Regions from separate parts of the Gossypium hirsutum genome. Here regions 1 and 2 are each linked to region 3. A link is a contact called in public Hi-C data. All regions are on one chromosome and are shown on one strand. The core of a region is the stretch at or near the end of the contact, and the rest is flanking DNA. Distances in the headings are between cores, read along the strand shown.

Region 1 (3,176 bases), core at 212-2,711, 210 kb after region 3:
ATCCAAGCATTTTAAAAATGCTACATATAAGACTTTAAATCAGTTATTAGGTTAACATTAATACTTTGATGACTCAATTAAGATATTTTTAAAGTTTAGTGGCTAATTTAGAATCTAAAAAATAAATTTAAAAACTTACTTCAACAAATGGTATGATAATAAACGGTAAAAGATATGGTCTGAAATCGGTAAAACTACCATGAAGACCCCTATATTAGGAATCGATTGCATTTTACTTCATTTATCAAAAAATAGCAAATTAGTCATTATATATTAGATTAAAGAGCAATTTGGTTCTTCTGTTAACAATTTCATCCATTTTTTCTATTAAAAATCAATCTTTATGCGTCAGCATAAAGTACATGTGGCATGTTATATGTCACTATCTGGTTATTCTATCAACTACACTAATTTTTACCAGTACAAATAGATGACATTTTTAATAGAAAGGACCGTTGTGTCATTTAATCTAATATACAGGGACTAGTTTGATATTTTTTGCAGTCTGAAATCATGTTGAAGCTTTTGAGCAAATTAAAAGACCCAGTTTTGTTTTTTGCCAAAAACGAAAACCTTTTTTGTGATAGCATTTGAGCAAAATTTCCTTTTAATTGCTTCAACAAATAGTATAAGAATAACCAATAAAGGAATTTATATTTATCACGTAATCTTTTAATAATCTACTTTGAATTTGAATCCAAAATCGATCCAGACCCAAAGAAGCTGCTATAAACTTCATGTGTTCTATGGATTACTGTCAGCTATGTCAATTTTCTAACAAGAAGAAATCAACTTGAGGGAGAAAAATACAGTTGAAACGAGTAAAATCGATAAGGGAAACTCACATTTAAGGCCAATCTTCTATGAATGTTGTAGCGCTCAACAGCAAGAACAAGTATAAAACTACCCAGAACCAGGGTAATCACATCATCCATATACGAGTGGGCAACACTATCTGCAGAAGAAATTCCAAAGAGGGGAAACAGAAAGAGAGGTGCCATGGAGGTGATTGGCATCGGCACGGCCTCAGTGAGCCACCAAGAGAAGACCCAGGCTAGAACAGCTAACATGTTCCGGCTAGTCACTGGGCCATCGAACTTCACAAAAACACACACGATGGCACACAATATGGGTCCTAACACCACATAGAAACTTTTAAGTGAGATCAAGGATTTCAGAGAAAAGGGTGAACTCGATGACGACTCCACCGATTCGTTGATGGGGAGAAGTGGGGCTTTTGAATCATCGGAATTGTCACCGGCGGGCATTTTTCCGGCGAGATGGATATAAATTAAGTGTGGTGGAAAATAAGAGGCTTGGACAAGGCTTGCTTTTATATCTAAAACTTCGGACGGAGGCTAGCTGCTGACAAATTCGCTTTTCCCCGTAATTAGTTGTTTTTGGCATATAGCTTACAAATGTTGATTAGTATAAAACATTAGAAACCATAATGATTCGATAAATTTAATAAATTTAAATATATATATATATATATATATAGGAATATGTGTGGATTCAAAGTAGGGATGCATGGGTAGGGCCAATTACAGATCATCAACAAAGCCACGTGGGTATTTTTATTCCACAACTTATCTTAGCCTTTGTAGATTAGTCCTTTCATGGGTTATTGATTGTTACATACAAGGTATAATTTCTCAAAATGTTTCAACTAATTGAGATATGGGACTGATGAGTATTTTTCTGCCGTGTTTCGGGATAATTGAATATTTATACACATGGTTATTATTCATAGAATTAACGTTCTTGTTAAGCTCTATGTATGTTGTACACGTATATTGCTCTGGTCTACCTACTGGACTTTGTAGTCTTCACATGTGAACTCCTTGATATATGCAAACTGGGATTGCGAACTTCCCTTGCGAGATCTTTTGACGAACCCCCACTATAAGACCTGCATGCACTCAATTGGTAGGCCTAACCTATTCGCGGATAGATAATCTAAATTTTATCTAAACTTTGAGTTGATGATACAAATACGTAACATGGAGGATAATGGAAAAAAGTGTGAGAGCCCCAGTCAACCAGACATTTGTTTGATTCAAGAAAACAAATTCATGGAAAATAAATAAAAAGAAAAGTGCCAACAATTTGTTTGTAGAAAAATGAAAACGAAGGTAGAGAAATAAAGAAAAATAGTAAATGTGTTTGGAAGTGATAGCTTTTGTCTGTCTGTTTTGCAAGTGACAATTTTTTAAAAACAAAAATTACTTGATAAAGATTAAGCTGACATCTTAGGTTTATAGCTATCTGTTTGGGGAGATTACTTCTTAGCCTGTCACTGTTTTTGTTCTACCATATTTGAATTTTCTTATTCAGGTAACCATAATTGAATTTTAATTAGTAGGAACAAGTTAAGTCATATGTAATTCATTTAATGCAAATAAATTAACAATTAGATTTGGATGAAAATAATTGGGTATTTAAATAAATTCATAATTGAGTTGATAATTCGATCTCAATAAAAAATTTAAATAATAATATCGATAAATAAAGAAGATGTGATGTATCATTAAAGGGGAAGAGAATGTTGGACAAAACACGTTAACAAACAAATATAAATATAAATAATTATATTAAATATAAGATCTGAACAAGTGATAGAAACAAATATTTATATATATGAAAAAAAATAATTAAATAAACAAGATTATGAAAACTAGAAATCAAATAAGAGAATCAAGTTTTATTAAATGTTGAGGCCTATTAATACAGTTTTCTTAAAACAGATTCGGGCGCTCCTATGGTACTTGGAGAAATGTAGGTCGATTGTCTCCCAGGATACAACAACAAGATGATCGAAACAGTAATACCTCTACAGTGATCAACGAACAAAACCTTGTCTTCATCTATCACGGAAACATATGAAAATATGAAGAGAGAAAGAGAAGAATTTTCGAAAGCAAAATAAATTTGTTGTGAGTGTGTGTCTAAAAAATTCTGTAGAATTCTTTAGGCTTTTATAGGCATTCAATATAGTGGAATTTTAAAGATTTTCATGAATAAATATACAAAATCTGCATTAAATGAGTTTTTAAATCAATTTTGTTGAGATCATATTAGGCTAAAATATCTACAAACCTATTTTGGACCCGATTGATCTAGACATTTCACGTCAACCATGTTGTGTGAGTGCACCCCAAGTATGAGTTTTAAAC
Region 2 (3,058 bases), core at 190-2,689, 170 kb after region 3:
ATAAACTTTTATGATTCTAATAATTTTATCTTACATCAATAATTTCGTCTTTAATTTTATAATTTCAAATTAAATTTAATTTTTTTTAAGATGAAAATTCTGATGTAATGTAAAACTATTAAAATATATATATAGATGAAAAGGATTATATTTTTAAAAAATTTTGAATTATTTATCATAATTCAAGATGGTTTTCGATTTTTTATATTCATTTTTAGTTTTAGTACTTTGTATATTATTTGATAAAATTCTAAAATCTTTTTCATAAATATTTACTAAAAACACATAATTTTTTAAATAAAATAAATAACAATTATTAACTTTTATATGATATTTTTTAAACAATATCTCTATTTTTATTATTTTAAATATAAGTTTTTAAATAAAATAAAAAAATATAATGAATAAGACCAACTTTTTAAGCCAAAACATTTCAATATTCAATGAATTTATAAAATTTCAATTTTTCTTATTCAATTGATTGTGAGAATGGTGGTTGTAGCCCACTTAGCCCCCCCTCGGAAGAAAAATGTGAAAGTGGTCGACGGCTGGCCCAAAATGAAAACTTAGGTGAGCTGATAGTGCTTGATTTTATTTTTATTTTTTTTGTGCAAATGAAAATGTTTGACTTAATCACCGACCCATTCATCAAGATGTTAAATCATAACTTTGTTTTTATATTTTTTTTAATTTTAAATTCAAAATTCCCCCGAATGGTAACAATGTAAAAATCTGGATCTGGGGTAGTGGCTAGGAACTCCGGCGGGGGGGGAGATTCTGGCTTCGAAAGTGGTCCTCCACAAAGCGGTACCATCACCGTTTGCAGCGGAGGCGCATGCATGCTTACAAGCTATGCAGTTGGGGATTCACCTGGGCCTCGAATCCGTAATAATCGAAGGTGATTCAATGACAACAATCAAGAAATGCAGTTCAGCAAACCCGGATAAGTCAGTAATCGGGGCCATTATTAGGGATATTCACCGGCAAAAAGAACATTTTCAGAGGGTAGTTTTCCAATATACACCTAAATCTGCGAATCTCCTTGCTCACACCCTAGCCTATGAAAGTTTGAAGAAGGGGGAGGAATTTTACCTGGACGGACATTTGCCTGACTTGGTTCGTGGTGTGTTGGAGATGAGAAGGCAAAGAAACCCGGATTGAAAGCTGCTTGGAGGCTGCTCTGGTAGAGGGACAGGTAGCAGAAAAGGTTTTGGTTTTTGGAAACTGGTACGTCTTGGGTATCTGGAACCGTTGAGATTGAGTGAATATGGAGGGTTGTGTTGGGTGCCAGCTGCCTTCGTCGACTGGATAGGATTGATTAGGATTTATTTTTATTTTGTTTGGCCCTTAATTTTGTGTCTTGGGCTGAGTCCATCTTCTATCTGACTCTAGGCTAGCCTTTGTTTATTTCTGCTTATTGAATAAATATCCAATCAAGTATTTTAAAAAAAAAAAAAAAGATTCTCCAAATCCCTAATTTTAAGTAATAAATTTCTTTATCATTAATGTTATAAATATTTTATTATCAAGATCAAGATAAATTTGATGTATTTTAAGACTCTAATATTTATTAAAAAATAGAGTTTTATTTTATTTATGCTTCTTGTGTTTATAAATATAGATTTTATAGAAGCATTGTAAATATCCTCCTTTATTAATAAAATACGTTCTTTTTTACTCTCTAATTGATTAATATAAACTACATTCTTTAAAAAAGTTAAGTTGTTGAACGAAATTTTTTTTTGGGTTTAACTCAAATCATTTCGTCTACTAAGATTCAAGAAATAAGGAGAATTGATTCTTTATCATTTATCATTTATTTCATAACATGTTAACGGTATATAATTTTCTTTCTAAAACCCTTTTTATGTTCTTCATAAGTTTCTAACTATGCTTGAACTTTGATTAAAATTGTGGTGAAGAGTGTTATTAACTTGGTATTATTGATTAAAGAGAAATCGAATAGGATCTAATTCAATCTCATTAATATGCTCTTGTTGAATAATTGGATTATACATTTTAATTTAATTATAAATTATAGATAATTTATTATCATAAGATTTTATAACATATATGTGATATCGAAATTTGGTACAATATGTATCTGATAACTTTCGAGCATCATATCCAAAGAAATATTTGTTTGTTTATAAATGGTTTTTACTATTAATTTATAAATGGTTTTATGAAAACAAACTTGTTTTAGTACTTGTAATGGTGCTCGTGATAATAACCTGGGTGATGATGATGTTAACGATCTTTAGGTATATTTTACTAATTTATTTTATGATAGCATGCTTATTGTAACTTGAGACTAATCACGACAACAACATAAACAAATAGATTTTGAATTGAAATCCATGCATCATTGCGATGGTAGTTATAAAGTAAAGAATCTGTTGAGACGTTTAGAAGTCCGTCCTACTAAATCTGTTGTATTTCCCGAAGTGAACGCAAACATAAAGGAAATTTTAAAGGATATGATTATGGACATGATAAATGACATAATAATAGCTACTATAAGTTGAAACATAATAATAAATAAGAGAACAATGAGATTTCACAACATGACCCTTCAAATGTTAGAGATAACTTATTGTACCAATGTGATATGGAAGATCATTGGTAGAGAAAACTTATGTTATCAATGTGATATGAAAATTAGTTGAAAGCTCCAAAAGAGCTAATATATCAATATATGAAAGAACAAAATTTGTGATGATTAATGTATTAGTTTTAAAAGATATTCACTGTAATGGATCTCATATTGAGATTGTTAATGAGAAAAAGACTATATTTGGTATGAAAAAGATTTGATTATTTAATTATATCATGCATGGTCCATGAATGCTTAAAGATTTGATATGCATGTTAGAAAGATAATTGTGACATTTCTTATATGCGAAATTGAATTGACCAAGATCATCTGCTATGATCTTTTTTCATCATCAACCCCATGAACAGCTGAAGTAGAATATTTGATTGGAATATTTGACTAAATAAATATTTTTCTTGTGTAATTGTGATTTGAAATCAAGTTATTCCTGAAGATTATTTG
Region 3 (3,030 bases), core at 153-2,652:
TTTAATCATTAGAGATGCTGAAAAACTCAGTCTTTAAAAGGTTTCATATATTTTTCAATAGGAGTCATTTAAAGAGTTAAATTTAAGGATTGAAAACTTTTACTGCTATGTCAACAGCTCATAAAAATTCACTGAAACACAGAAACTCTGATTGTATGAACTAGAGAACTTTGAGCAGGAAGTAAGCTATAGATCCAAGTAAATCAATTTCAACATTCAAAGAAAAAAAAATATGCTCTTGATCATAAAGTAGAGCATCTGCATCTTGCAAAGAGAGATCAAATTATAGCATACTAGACTCAGTTTTGCATCAAAGAGACACCAGTAGAAACTAAATCACCAAGCAAACTGCCCTTTTATTTTATATTTTGCAATTGACTAAAAGGCTAGAACCAAGTTCATATATGGAACAGCCAGTTAACTCTTTCCATAAAAGAAGAAAAAAAACCTTAAAAGCACCGAACCATTATAACTAAGTCTAGAATATCCAAATGAATTAGAGCAGAAAAAATCGATTTTGATATGATCAAATCTTAAAAACCATGAATTTAAGCAAGGTATTGACAAAACAGAGATTAGCAAAAACATACAAAGTAATAGTTAGTAAGAAAAAAGAACAAAAATGTGATTGAGAAATGATCTAGAAACAAGCAAAATACAAAACCCAATTCGTAAATCTCATCAAATATTAATACAAAAAAAGGGACTTAAAAATCTAAAGAAAAAGAGATCGTGTTTGTTTACACTCACCAGCTATAAGAAGAATTTCAGGGGGCTCCCCTTACCCTTCTTCTTTTTTTCTCTACCAGGAATTACGATCAAATAAAAGAGTTAACAATGGATCTGATTATATGATAATGTCAATGGCTTAGAGATACAAATTCAAAGGATTTAAGGGTTAGGCTTTTCCAAGGAGGTGAGGGAGCCGAGTGCAGAGACGAGACAACCCCAGATTTGCATTTACTCTGGTTACTGGTTTAGCCACCCCTTAATTTCCTGGGCTTATTTTTTGGGCCTTATATTCCCCTTGGACTTCATCATAGATAAAAAAGGGTGTCTCTTTCCATATCTTGACAAAGAATTGGTTTTCAATGCGTATGAAAGTTGAAAACTTTAGTTGTGGAGAAACCATATGCAGAAAACTATAGTTGAAATGAAGCAGGAATGTTTGAGCACCTAGGGTAAAGACTAGAGAAGGATGTCCTTCCAGTACTACTAATAGTGATGGAAAGAGGAATGTATGTTGGTTTTGCTTTGAACTTCCCACATAAAAAGCCAGATTATGATATGGACTTATATGGCTGACTGATCATGTTCTTAAATGGTAGGGGCCATGGAAGACTAGAGCATAGCTAATATTTAGCCAACATTTATCATTTTGCAGGTGCCTTATCTACACAAAAGCTTAAGCTTTGTTTGGTTTTGTGTCATAAAATGCAGTTGACATTGCCAACCTTGTTCAGTAGATGGTTTCGGCGGTATTGCAGTTTGGTGATGCAGAAAGGACCCACCTCCCATACCCCATTACCACCTTTCATTTTGCCTAGGTGCACGAACTTACAGCTACTGCTGCTGCTGTAGCAGCTAAGGTGAAAACCTTGGCCGCTTCCTTGTGGTTAAATGTAATGTTTTGGCTCTCCAAAACTAACTGGACCACCTTCCATGGTTTTGACTTTTGTACACCAAAATCTGTGCCAAAGGATTTATTTCATCTATTGCATTCATTGTTTTTTGGTACTCATGGATCAGACATCAAATGAGATTGATAATAAGACTCGAACTTTAATTCTTTTCTAAAACGTTAATGAGTACTCAATCAACTGGAATAATCATATATTATCTGTATGTACTGTAGCACATTTTAACTATATGCCGACAAAACAAGAGTAGACATTGTTTGATTCGGTGACAGATATGAGGGTAAATAAAATAGATGGTCATAAATTTCTCCCTAACATTGAAAATGAAGGGGCAAGATCAAAAGTTGAGGGCGTGCTTGATCACACACACTTGGTAAATAGGTTGCCGACAGTTTGATAAGATATTACCTAGGATACCAACACTTTAGGTGCCCTGAGCTAGCACAATTCTATCAATCTTGGTTCTACTGGGCCTTTGTCAAATATAAAAATGTTCCAAGCAAACTCTCAACTTTACACTTCTGCCTACTGCACTGATCTTTTGATCATGTAATTCTGTGAAAAGCTTGGGCCTTTTGGTTTATGCTTACATATTAACAAAAAAAAAATCAAATCTTGCAAGATTACTGGTTTAATTAGATATTGAATTAAAAGCTTAATATAAGGTGAACACTGGTTCTGGTTGCCATGAAATGAGGAAAGACTTTGTTCTTTCCTATTCCGAACAGCTACATTTTGTTGATCTTAAGTTACAGTTACCTCAATTTCGACCACATAATTATGTCCATTCTTGTTTCCGTGGGTAGTCATGTTTCAAACTTGATCATAGAAATATGGATTATATTCAAGAAGCCTTTCACTTATATTCTTATTTGTTGTTTGTTGATGTCTTTATGTAGCAAGTTGGGTTGTTAAAGAGTTGTATGATAGGGTGATACTAAGAGGGTCGAAGCGACACTTTTTGATACTAAGGGCCAGTAGCAATGTTTTTAAAAAGTACTTTTAAAAAGTGTTATGGAAAAGTATTTTGAGAAGTATTTTTGATAAATTTAGTTTAAGATTTGAGTGTTTAGTATTGTTTTTAAAATGTCCATTTTAGATATGATATTATCAAATAACAAATATGCATTTAAATAATATTCAAATTAGTTAATATTATTATGTTTTAGTAAGAATATAAAAAATAATTTATTATGACTTATTATTAATTTTTTAATATATGAAATATAATTTTTAAATATTTTTAAGCAATAAATATTAATTATTTATAAAATTTAATTAGAATATATAAACTATATTTTAAATATGACCATTAAATATTTGTAATTAGATATTAACACATTTATATTATTTTAAAAAATACATTTTTATTTTTAATTAATGGTTTTAA

The links. Hi-C and Micro-C count contacts between places; a contact is called where the count stands out from the background.
Region 1: a contact with region 3 is called in a Hi-C map of leaf, with 2.7 times the contacts expected there. The contact joins the promoter of LOC107910082 here to the promoter of LOC107910093 in region 3. A contact is called at or near these places in 10 of 34 Hi-C or Micro-C datasets (anther, fibers, hypocotyl and 2 more).
Region 2: a contact with region 3 is called in a Hi-C map of leaf, with 2.7 times the contacts expected there. The contact joins the promoter of LOC107910085 here to the promoter of LOC107910093 in region 3. A contact is called at or near these places in 3 of 34 Hi-C or Micro-C datasets (all in leaf).

The regions. Positions count from the first base shown.
Region 1 is chrD06:57,896,677-57,899,852 of Gossypium_hirsutum_v2.1, reverse strand. It overlaps LOC107910082 (tonoplast dicarboxylate transporter), which reads right to left and starts at 1,461. Exons shown (of 6, transcript XM_016837835.2): 1 at 846-1,461. The coding sequence starts at 1,268.
Region 2 is chrD06:57,931,011-57,934,068 of Gossypium_hirsutum_v2.1, reverse strand. LOC107910085 (cysteine proteinase inhibitor 1) reads right to left here and starts at 1,439. Exons shown (of 2, transcript XM_041095950.1): 1 at 1,093-1,439. It overlaps LOC107910084 (a long non-coding RNA gene), which reads left to right and starts at 426. Exons shown (of 2, transcript XR_001687462.2): 1 at 426-570; 2 at 748-1,470.
Region 3 is chrD06:58,104,546-58,107,575 of Gossypium_hirsutum_v2.1, reverse strand. LOC107910093 (ras-related protein RABA5a) reads right to left here and starts at 1,402. Exons shown (of 5, transcript XM_016837852.2): 1 at 751-1,402.